3 separate regions of the Mus musculus genome follow, and all the other regions are linked to region 2. Evidence: chromatin contacts called from public HiChIP or PLAC-seq data. All regions are on one chromosome and are shown on one strand. The core of a region is the stretch at or near the end of the contact, and the rest is flanking DNA. Distances in the headings are between cores, read along the strand shown.

Region 1 (3,831 bases), core at 671-3,170, 530 kb before region 2:
GTATGTTTGTGCATGCCTATGTGTGGACATTTTATCTCTTGCCTATTCTAGTTTTAAGTTTTGTGCTAAAAATAGACAAATAAATAAATTGATACTGGATATAACTGATTCTTGTCTATGACGGAGGAAATTTTAAAGATAGTAGACAGACCTAACATGTCTATAATTTAAGAATGGTGATTTTTTTTATTAAGTTTGAGACAGTGTATATGTTTGTGAAAGTATGTAATCTAAAACGAAACAATGACCTTGTGACTACATAGACTATTTTATGCCATTAAGTGCTGTGCTGCCTGGTTTGGGTTGCCAACTTGACTGGATTAAGAGATGCACAGGACAACGAAATACATGTGTACTTCATAGGAAAATAGGCAGCTGGGGAATCTCCAAGGTTGCGTGGCTCTGTCTAAGTGACCTTGGGAATTTATTGGACATACTTCAATCTCTGAAATTGCCACAATAGTGTGGGGTGGTTTCCTATTCAGAAAGAGGCTGACCATCCCCTACTTCTATAGTCAGCTTCTCAGAGATCACATCTGAATTTCAGATGGTGTTTTTACAGTGGTAGGATGACTCCAGAAGTAGAAAGGGAAGACGGAGAGGAGCAGTAGGAGGAAGGAGAGGACTAAGAGGTTCAAAAGAAGCAGGTGGAGAAGATGGGAAGGGATGGAAGAACAGAGGATGGGAAGGAGGAAAAGGAAAATGAGGAAGGGGACCAGCAGGAAGGAAGACGAGTTTGAGAATCAGGAAGAGAAGGAAGGAAAGATGAGGAGCAGGAGGGGAAGAGACAGACTCATATTTAGAATATCCTTTTGAATCACAATGCAAATGTTGTGTTAGCTGAAGCTCCCAGGTGACATTTGACAATGGTTTACTTCATGTCCTTATTTCGGGGTTGTGTTCATATATGATAGGCACGGGCCAGTGCACTAGCTACTGTGCCCAGGATTTGGCAGGCAGTTTTATTTGATGAGGCTGCTATCAAGTAATCTCTTGTTGTGGCAAAATCTGTGGCTGGGGGAGTTGCAGCCACTGTGGTCTCATGCTCTGGGTCAGGAGATTGAATTCTGAAGCGTAGACTTACCATCTCTGATCTTGGCTTCTAAATGAAGCGACCACTCAGTGAGGCATGCTATGTTGGGGCTCAGGACTGACAGAGTCATTATTGCACTTTCAACTTGATCTGTCTCCTGTGCAGCATGAGCTACTTTGCAAAATAAAATAAAACTTCTTAAAGCCAAATGAAGAAAAAAAAAAAAAAAAGGAAGTAGATTGTATCAAACAAGCTTCCTATTCTTAGCTACTGACACTGCCAAAAGCACAGGCAGAAGATCCTGCACTGGTTACTCACACACTCCCGCAGAGATACACACATGATCCAGGGTCTCTCTACTGTTTTGTTTTTTAAGTTTGAGCCAGAGCAATACTGACTAACCAGTATTAGGATCCTGGTTCTGCTACTTGTAAGCTATACTCAATAAGTCCCATTAGGACAAGAAACTTAAACTTGTTTACCTGTCCTGAGATTGTGACCAGCAATGAAATTATACAAATGCACGCATGCCTGCACATTTTCACACCACATGCATTTGTGTGCTCCCTTGAGAACACACAGCATAGAATCTGGTACAGGGGGAAGTAAGTGGAAACTTCTGATATATCTGCCAGTGAATATTTTCTCTTCCTTATACTGTGCTGAAACCGGTACACTGTTATCCTAGGTTTCCTGACTTCTTTCTGATTTCAGTACCCGGGAATAATAGCATAGAAGTAGTCACTAAAGTAGAAAGTGCTACCCAAGCTCAATTGCTTGAGCTTGGTCCATGTTTTCTTAATACTCCAGCCCTCAAAGGATCCCTGATGCCCTGGCGTAGTAATAGCTTCTGTTCCCTTCCCTCGAGGTGGCACTGCAGCCTGCTTCCTGCTGTTGCTGACCTCTGATCCTATTGGCTTTGAATGGCATCCATAATCTATTTAGGTCATCCCTAGTGTGAAATCTTCAATTCACCCTCTGGGTGCTTTCTTTCTGCTTGCAGAAGATGATGATCCACTGAGATAAACTGGAATGCTGGGTGGTCTTGACCAAACACAAAGAGAAAAGTGACTAGGCATAGAGATTAGCATGCTGGACTTAAGATGACTAAAGGAAAATGAGATTGTTAGGACTAGACTGAATCTGGTGTTCCTGGTGTCTTTGTAAAAAGAGGAGATTAAGACATGGACATCCAAGGGAGACAAGCATGTGTAAAGATGTCAAGGAAAAGAGAGTTAACTGTGGACCAACCCTGCTGAAACTTTGACCTCAGACTTCCAGGCTCCAGTATTGTGAGAAGACAGATGTGTGTCATTTAAATCACCTTTCTCTATTCTGTGGTACTTTGTTAGGGCCTCGCCAGACAACCAAGATACTTTGTTTTCCTAAAAAGAACTCATAGTCTTTAGTGGGCCAGTAGGACCTAGCACGGGAAGCAGGCCTGGATTCTAGTTTCTAGGTGCCTTAATTTTTTGTTGTTGTTGTTTTGAGAGGACAAGCTCTGTATTTCTTCTTCCTTTGTTTTATAATAGGGAGGCCCCACTAGGGTGGTTGTTAGACTCTACTTCACAAAGAGCTGACTTTCAGACAATAGAAACCTCCTTTAATGCCCTTATAGACAATGGACTACGCTTCACCAAAAGAAGTATAGAGAAGCAGAGAAATCAGTTGAGGTCAAACTGTTGGCTCTGGTGAACAGTCTCCTATGTTGCTAATGCCCAGCCTCTCACAATGAAACACTCTAGATTCCTATCTTGTGTTCTCAGAAGACAAAAAGCATCACACATATGTGAGAGTTGGTTAGAGTTAGAGTCGTCCAGTGAGTAAGCATTCCTGCTTCATTGTGTGTTAGGAAAGCCGTGTGAATTATGCATTCCATAAAGCAAAGTGGTGTCTTGTGAACTGTAAATCCAGTTTTAAAAGCATCTTTCTTGGAGTCATGTCTGATACCAGTAGGCAGGGGAAAAGAGGTGGGGAGCCTAGCCTTGGAGAGCAAAGGCTCCAAGTGGGCTTGCAGTAATCACAGAACAGCCAGGAGGAATTATCAGAGAAGGATAACCCCCGAGCATATGCTAGGAACTACAGGTTTTGGGTTTTTTTTTTAAGATTTATTTATTTTATGTATGTGAGTACACTGTAGTTTTACAGATGGTTGTGAGCCTTCATGTGGTTGTTGGGAATAGTTTTGGACCTCTGCTCCCTCCGGTCAGCCCTGCTGGCTCCCACCCAAAGATTTACTTTATTATTATACATAATACACTCTAGCTGTCTTTAGACACACCAGAAGAGGACATCAGATCTCATTCCAGGTGGTTGTGAGCCACCATGTGGTTGCTGGTATTTGAACTCAGGACCTTCAGAAGAGCAGTCAGTGCTCTTACCTGCTGGGCCAACTCGCCAACCTGGGGCTCCAGTTTTGACAGTAATGTCTAGGTGTTCTGCTTACAGGAGATGAAATCATGGTTGCTTATTATGACTATCATTTACTCTACTGGAGTATGGGGCATGTTACAGGTAGACTTCAAATCTTGGGCACATTCTTTACTGCTAAAATGAGGATATGTGTTTAATGGGTGTTTAGTATTCCATTAAATGTCAGAATTTCTCTGTGATTGGGTTACCTCACTCAGGATGATGCCCTCCAGGTCCATCCATTTGCCTAGGAATTCCATAAATTCATTTTTTTAAATAGCTGAGTAGTATTCCATTGTGTAAATGTACCACATTTTCTGTATCCATTCCTCTGTTGAGGGGCATCTGGGTTCTTTCCAGCTTCTGGCTATTATAAACAAGGCTGC
Region 2 (3,718 bases), core at 41-2,540:
CAAAAATGAAGGCCAAGAGGCAGTGAACATATCTCAGTTGGCAGAGTACTTGCCTAGCACGCATAAAGTCCTGAGTTCAAACCCTAGGACTAGAAAGCCAAGCATTTCACAGTGCTGATTCTAGAAGTTGGATGAATAAGAAGTTCAAGTGATCCTAGACTACCAAGTTCAAAGGGCCATGTAAGACTCCTTTAAAATAATAAAAAACAAATCACCAAATAAACCAACAAAAGCTTTAAACAAAGCCAAATCTAGGACCCCTGTCTTAGTGCATAGACAGTTAAAATAACAAAGCATCAGTGTGTGACAACGGATGTCTTATCATAGCATCTCATGCTGACTGTTAATTCGACAGATGCTTGCTGAAGCTCTGGTAAATATCAGGCATAGGAATTCTCAATATCAGGAATTGAGAATTCAAAAAAATCCATTTCAGGTCCTCGAAGAAGCCACATGACTAATCAGTTGAGGTGAAATATGTGTCTTTCAAATATAATAAGAACTAATTGCCAATTCTGAGAATACTGAAGGCTGCCTAGGTCCCTTTCCAAGAAGCATGTTATCTGATGAGCATGTTTATTCTCTGGTCTCTGGTGTCCAGACCACATTCTCTAGGGCTTTTCCTTCACAGACAATAACAGTCTCCAAGGGATTATCCTGTGTGTATATTTGTGCTTTTCAGTGTCTGCCATGGCACTCTGTGGCTCTGTGATGTAAACACTTATCTTCAGGTCATGTGATTTGGTCTCCTCAGAGCCACAACATTGTCCTGGCAACAGCTTTGATAGTAGGGTAAGTAAACTGATTTATAGACTCTATCTGAAGCAGCACACATCAGGAACATTTATCATATTCTAGATGTAGTTGTAGATGAAGTTGACCTAGGTAGTTCCAGGGAGGCAAACATTTGAAATGAGTCCCGGAAACGTTTTTCATCTTGAATTGGCATTGAAATATACGGATCGGATGTCTTGGCTTATGTCTACGGGCTGTTCATAGGGTTAATTCTATTATGGAATGGCACTATTCTGTTTCTCTGCCCAGTGTGTCTAAAGTTACCTTCTGTAATGGGTAGTATACAGCTTTGGCCACCAGATGTAACTGTCCCTGACTTGAGCCGTAACAATAGCTCCAACCTCACTTGCGAAGAGCAACCAAAACAAGCTGAGGAAAACGCTTCCTTGCCGAAAGAACACGTGTTCCAGAACGCGAGCTGCAGCAGACAGGCTACGTTCTTCTGCAGTTGACATTCTTTCCCCACTGACTTATTTTTACTTTCTGTTTGACTTGGCTTGCTTTTCTTTTTCCCTAAACGGTTTCTTCAGTCCTTCCTCCCTGGTAGGGTTTCCAGAGTGAAAGTCCTTTCTGCCCACACTTCGCAGAACTCAATGCAGACTCTTGTCCAGGGTCACTTGACGTCAAGGCTGACTTTTAAGTTTGCCAGAAAGACGATCTTTAGGGAACAGTTGACACCATCACTTTCTCTCTTTAGCATACAGCTACAAGCTGCCGAAGTTTATAGTTTACAAATTGCATTTCTAAACAATTTAATAAAAGGAAGACAAGAGGAGACTTTGAACACTGACAACTAACTCTTTTAAAAGACTTTTAACATCAGCATGTGTTAATTCATTACTCACTCCTCTCCCTCTCTCCTTGAGTTTTAAAATGCTTTAAACATTCCATTGCTTTTAGAATGCATACTTAAAAATCATTTATTTCTATCCCCTGAGATCATTCTATATTGTTTACTTTGTATGCTTGGATGATGTGCCCTCTGGATCTTAATAAAATCTACTTGAAAGCTTACATTGTGCTTATTTATAATTTTGAGTCTGTAGAAATTTCTCCGTTTAACAATAACTTTCTTGACTCTGTTCTCTGACATAAAAAATGGTTCTTGAAACCTTCTCTCTTCTCTTACTATTTAATCCATCCCATGACACCTTTTCCCCCTCCCTTTATTTTTTTTAACAGCCTGTCACTGAGTATTTGTTTACCAAATGTTACTTTTCTTGGATAAAATCTATTTTTGAGGCCTGCAAAAGCCAACAACTGTTTGATGCTGTCAGGCTTCGCTTTTATTTATGCATGAATAACATAAATAACTTGAAAATGACCCTAGCCTGTTTTTCTCAGATTTAGAGAGAGAGAAAAAAGTGCTTCCGGGCAATGTTTATGCCAAACCTCCTCATGCCAACTTTCCGGTTTTGGTGCCAACTGGTGTTTACAGCCAAGTTGTAAACCTTTGGTAAACACGACCCGTAATAAAAAGGCCAAGACAACCTGAACCAGGGCACTAAGGAATGGGTGTAAGTTTACTCTAAGACCAAAATTCTAACAGGAACAGAAGTGGGGAGTCAGCCAACTATGAAGTGCTCTCTCCAACCCACTGTAGCATGGAGAATACACAAATGATGGGTTTGTCTGCTAAGATCCCATTAACCCCACTTAGGCATTTTATTGGTTTCCTTTGCCACTGATTCAGAGAAGCCCAGTGATAAATTCAAAGTACCAGCTTTTATGTTGCCCAGTGGTTTGTTGTTGTTTGTTTGTTTGGTTGGTTGGTTGGTTGGGTTTGGTTTTGAATGTAAACTCTAACCAGGAGTAGAGATAAGAGCCTTAGCCTTGAGATGCTGTGTTATGTTGATAAGGACTGGCCAGAGTGCTTAAGAAAGAATCAATAGGCCCTTTTAAAATAAATTCAGAGATACCCATCCATGCCTACATTTTTTGAGTATGATGTATTCTGTATGTTGTTTATAAAACGCAAAGAAAAATATGTTCTTTATTATTTTTATTATTACTATTACTGCTACTAGTAGTACTATTCTCTCATATATCTCATTTATTTCCCCCTTCCACCCAGTCTTCCCTCCTTTCCCTTCTCCAGATCTACTTCTCCATTTCCCTTCCGAAGAGGGCAGGCCTCCCAGGGATATCAACCAAAGGTGCCATATTCAGTTGCAATACTATGAGGCACCTCCTACTTTGTTAGGATTCTATTTAGTGTGTGTGTGTGTGTGTGTGTGTGTGTGTGTGTGTGTGTGTGTATGTGTATGTGTGTGTGTGTGTGTGTGTGTGTGTGTGTGTGGTATGTGTGTATGTGTTTGTGTGCATGTTTGGAGGTATGCACAAATTTGTGCCTGTACATGTGCCTATGTGAGCATGTAGAGATTAGAAATCTATGAGGTTGTGTTCCCTCGTCACTTTCCCCTTATTTTATAGAGACAGGTCTCTCATTGGACCTGGAAGCAGACTGTCTGGCAAGAAAGCCCCAGGGAGCCTCCTGTCTCTACCTACCTAGAACAGCAGCCTCCATGAGAGATTTTTATGTAAGTTCTGGATATCTAATTCAGGTCTTCACGCTTGAGGGAAGTACTCTACACACTGATTGCTTCACTGCCTCAGAGCCTTATTTATGATTCTGTATAAGTAGTTTATTTCCTTGGAGTGAGACCCAGGCGTCTAATTGGCCTCCAAAATTGAGCAGGGACATCTACTTCTCTTTAAAGTCTTCATCTCTGAGTCTTTCCTGGATTCTAAGTCCCGTGACCTGATTCATAGCTCCTGAGTTGCTGGTGGTTCTGGTTCTGGTTACCATGACCTGGTTCTGTAACCAAAACTGGTTTGGGGGGCCTGGTCCTATGTCCCAGTCCAATGACCTGGCTGATTCTCAATCCTGGTTCTTTGACTAGCCATGAGTCCAGGTCCTGTT
Region 3 (3,982 bases), core at 1,428-3,927, 800 kb before region 2:
CTGTCTGCTGAATAATTAGGAAGTCTTCAATCTTAATTTAACTTTATTAGTATGCATGTGTTCTCTGTGCAATAAGTATATAGGGAATGTGTCTGACCTGCTGTCTTCTGAAGTAAGACTGTACTGAGCCCCTACAATTCAGATGCAAGTCACAGAAGTGGGAGATTGTGTGTCATCTTGCTGAAGTTATTTCCTTCAAGGATGCGGTTGGCTGCGTGGCAGTTATGAGCACAGAGGCGCAAGATCCAGAGGCTGTGCTCTGTTCCGTGATTCTCTATGTTTAAGGCATTTCCATCATCAGATAGAGGAGAATGATTTCTTCCCTAAAAGGAATTCTCATTGAGTATAAAAATAGTGTGTGAAGAAAGTGTCCAAGAAATGCAAGGTGAGGGGATGCCACCCATTTATCATAAGTCTGGGGAGACAGAAGAAGGCTAAAGAAGGAAGGTTTAGGATGTGGGAGGTACACCTCTTTGCTCCAGGTTTTGGGGTGAATTGTGGTTTTCAAAATTCACATATATTTCAAAGTTGCTTCACCAACTAAAGAGAAACCATCTAAAGTTTTCTTGTGCAAAGGAATATACAGCCATACCCCTCAAATATGCACTATGTTTGCATTTTATTACACCGTTCTTTGGGACATTGGCACCAAAGATATGAAAATCTAAAGTGACATTGGTACAGTACACATTCAAGGCTAGACTTCAGTTCACTCTGTAGCCCAGAGTGGCCTTGGACTTGGGGTTCTGTTTTGGCCTCTAATGTTTAGAGGATCACAGGCCTATGCCACAATGCTTAGCTGTCAACTGCTTTTTAATAATTGATACAATAATTTCTTTCCTTTCTTATTTTCTTTGTTATTTTAATTTAGATGCTTTAATTCTTGGAAAGGATTATAAAAAATCCTAGGGATCAAAAGATGGAGACCATCTTTACAGTATTAGAAGAGAGATAAAAGATAACTTCAGAGCCCTCATCAAAGACAGGAAATGAATAAGCTGATCTGAATGCCACCAGGGCTCAGAGCCGCTCCGTGGTGAACACTTAGTCTGCTGAGTGATAAGTGAGGGTGTGAGTGCTGGATCAGGCCCCTTTGATACCCTAGCCTAAGCCTCTATCTTCTTGTATGATGTGCAATGGGCCACTGGCCTAAGGTCTGGGTTCTGTGTTGGTTATTGTGTCATCATGACACAAACTAGAGTCACTCAGAAAAGAGGGAACTGCCTCCATGGGATCTGCCAATGGGAACAACAGACAGCAAATGGGAACGCTTTCAAAGACGTGGAAGCTACTGCACATGTTATGAGTCATGGTTGTCCTTCTTCTGGACTGTGTTGTACAGGCTGGTTTTGTGTCAACTTGAGACATAAAAGGAAAGAGCCTCATTTAAGAAAATGCCTCCATGAAATCCAGCCGTAAGGCATTTTCTCAATTAGCGATCAAAGAGGGAAGGTCCAGCACATTTTAGATGCTGTCATCTCTGGACTGATGGTCCTGGATTCTGTAAGAAAGAAGGCTGAGCAAGCCAGGGGAAGCAAGGCAGTAAGCAGCACTCCTCCATGGCCTCTGCATCAGCTCCTGGTTCCAGGCTCCTGCCATGTTTGAGTTGTATCCCTGACTTCATTTGGGGATGAACAGCATCATTAAAATGTAATCTGAATAAACCCTTTTCTCTCCAACTTGCTTTTTGGTCACAGTATGTTGTCACAGCAATGGAGTGGCTATAGGAGGCAGAGACCACCACTGTTCAGCCTTTGCCTAAGACCAAGTGCGTTAGCAAGGGCCATGCCATTTTGTAGGGCTCCTTCGTTTCTGATGAACCGTGACAATTAACGTTAGTACAGTGATTTGGTTCATATAGCTAAGGCAACTTCTTAGCAAGAGGTGATCAGGAAAGATGTTAATGATCACTAACATCCTTTAACTCAGCGCCCATTGGTTACTCCCAGCAACAGCTAACTGTGGTCAAAAATGAGGAAAGTTCCCAATACCATACCTTCCTCTAAAACCTTTAAGGAGGGATCCTCACGTTGCCACATGGACCAAAACTCTTCTCAGAGACACCACTGTGCTTATATCTATCTGCCTATTGATGGCACTGATAACTTTTTAAATAAATAAGTCTCTAAGCTAAAGAGACCACCCATCTCAGTGGATTGAACCCAAAACCCAACCATTCAATGTATAGAAGTTTGAAAGCAGGACCTTAAGTGAAGAAGGCAGGTGTGCCTCCTAGTCATTATAAAAGACCCAGATTGCTTCCAGCGGAGGGACTCCATTTCCATGTTGTACCAACCTGCAGCATCGCACAGTACTGGTCTCTGAACTGCAATACAAAATCTGAGAAATTGTCCCCAAGATACTGACACTCTGGCGACTGCTATTTCTGCAAGAAACTTCTCTGACTCAGGTGTTACGTCTTCTGATTGCGTTTGTGATACTGGCAGGTTCCCGAATTGGGTCATAGGAGAGTTAACATCTCAAGGGCTTTCAGGGATTTACAATGCCCTGAGCAACCGCCCCAGCCAGAGGGACTCTAGTGCCCTCTAGTGGCAGGTGTAGATTATTAATGGAAGGAAAAAACATGGTTTGGTGAAACTTTCTCAGAGGCTGCTTGCTCAGAACTTTCTAGGTCCCTGTGGTTTTCCCCGTATGAAGTGTATTATTCACAGTCCCAACCACTATGTTTCTTAAGGCTTTGGGTGAACTTTATGGTAGCCCTCATGAGGATGTAGCCTGTAGAGGCACTACCATCCCCTACCCCTGTCTGTAGCCTATGTATCCATACAGGTGCCAGGAAAAGGTCCCAGCTCTGGGATGTACCCATGACACACTGTAGCAAACCCAAGCCTCCATTTAGAAATACAACTTTGTTATCTTCTCTTTTTCATGGTTGACCGATCAGGAAGTTTCTGGGCATGTCAGCCTTGGGTGGCAGACCACACTTTTTCATCTGGTATCAGAGAACAGAGTGACTTTGAAAACTGTCCAGAGTTAGTTCAGAGGGGTTCAGATGACAGGAAGTGCTGCCCCAGAATGGTTTTGTTTATTCACACTCCTGTCTTCAGATAAAGCTGGTCTCTGATGGGTGGAAGCTGGTCACGCTCTTCTCAGGGACAACTGCATGCTGTCCTGTCTATTGCCATGGATTATCTTACTTTATAGTGTTGTAGAGAACACCTTTCCATCACTGCGACAAAGCACCTGAAGAAAATAAGCTGAGAAGGTAAAGGGCCTCATAGGACATTTCATCCTATGGTCTCTTGGTCCCACTGCTTTGAGGGGCTGAGGCAGAAGATCATGGAAGGAACACGAGGAAGAGGAAGCTGTTCACTTCACGATGGCCAGGAAGTATAGAGACAGATAGGAAGAATGAGGCCTCAATACCCCCTTTAAGGACACCCCCAGTGATCTAACTTCCTGCCAAAGGCCCTATTTCCTAATGGTCCCACCATTCTAAAAGCACCAATTGCTGGGAACTAAGTGTTAACACATGAGTCTTGGAGTCTCTCTCTCTCTCTCTCTCTCTCTCTCTCTCTCTCTCTCTCTCTCTCTCTCTCCCCCTCCTTTCCTTATCCCTCCCCTCCCTCTTTATCCATTTATTCTCGGTGTTTGTGTTCAGTATGCCATCTTTGGGCATACTTCCCTTTCTTTTTTTCTTTTCTTTTTTTTTTAAATATTTTTATTACATATTTTCCTCAATTACATTTCCAATGCTATCCCAAAAGTCCCCCATACCCTCCCCCCCCACTTCCCTACCCACCCATTCCCATTTTTTGGCCCTGGTGTTCCCCTGTACTGGGGCATATACAGTTTGCATGTCCAATGGGCCTCTCTTTCCAGTGATGGCCGAGTAGGCCATCTTTTGATACATATGCAGCTAGAGTCAAGAGCTCCAGGGTACTGGTTAGTTCATAATGTTGTTCCACCTATAGGATTGCAGATCCCTTTAGCTCCTTGGGTACTTTCTCTAGCTCCTCCA

The links. HiChIP or PLAC-seq counts read pairs in DNA pulled down with a chosen protein or histone mark.
Region 1: a contact with region 2 is called in an H3K4me3 HiChIP or PLAC-seq map of bone marrow-derived macrophages, with 5 times the contacts expected there. The contact joins two enhancer-like sites. A contact is called at or near these places in 3 of 115 datasets of contacts at active chromatin or transcription factors (CD8 T cells, bone marrow-derived macrophages and pancreatic cancer cells).
Region 3: a contact with region 2 is called in a BATF HiChIP or PLAC-seq map of CD8 T cells, with 5 read pairs. The contact joins two enhancer-like sites. A contact is called at or near these places in 2 of 484 Hi-C or Micro-C datasets (both in uterus) and 2 of 115 datasets of contacts at active chromatin or transcription factors (CD8 T cells and large pre-B cells).

What each region holds. Positions count from the first base shown.
Region 1 is chr13:6,239,135-6,242,965 of GRCm38.p6, reverse strand. No RefSeq gene overlaps it. Among named protein-coding and RNA genes, the nearest start is that of Gm35615, 48 kb to the left of the region's middle. Within about 2 kb of position 1,920, at least 18 of the 459 cell types and tissues checked have an H3K27ac peak or open chromatin away from gene starts, as enhancers often do. A contact at or near this core is called in bone marrow-derived macrophages, where this site is marked.
Region 2 is chr13:5,711,928-5,715,645 of GRCm38.p6, reverse strand. All of the region lies in intron 1 of Gm35330 (a long non-coding RNA gene), which reads left to right. Among named protein-coding and RNA genes, the nearest start is that of Gm35330, 11 kb to the left of the region's middle. Within about 2 kb of position 1,290, at least 178 of the 459 cell types and tissues checked have an H3K27ac peak or open chromatin away from gene starts, as enhancers often do. A contact at or near this core is called in CD8 T cells and bone marrow-derived macrophages, where this site is marked.
Region 3 is chr13:6,514,261-6,518,242 of GRCm38.p6, reverse strand. No RefSeq gene overlaps it. Among named protein-coding and RNA genes, the nearest start is that of Pitrm1, 32 kb to the left of the region's middle. Within about 2 kb of position 2,677, at least 16 of the 459 cell types and tissues checked have an H3K27ac peak or open chromatin away from gene starts, as enhancers often do. A contact at or near this core is called in CD8 T cells, where this site is marked.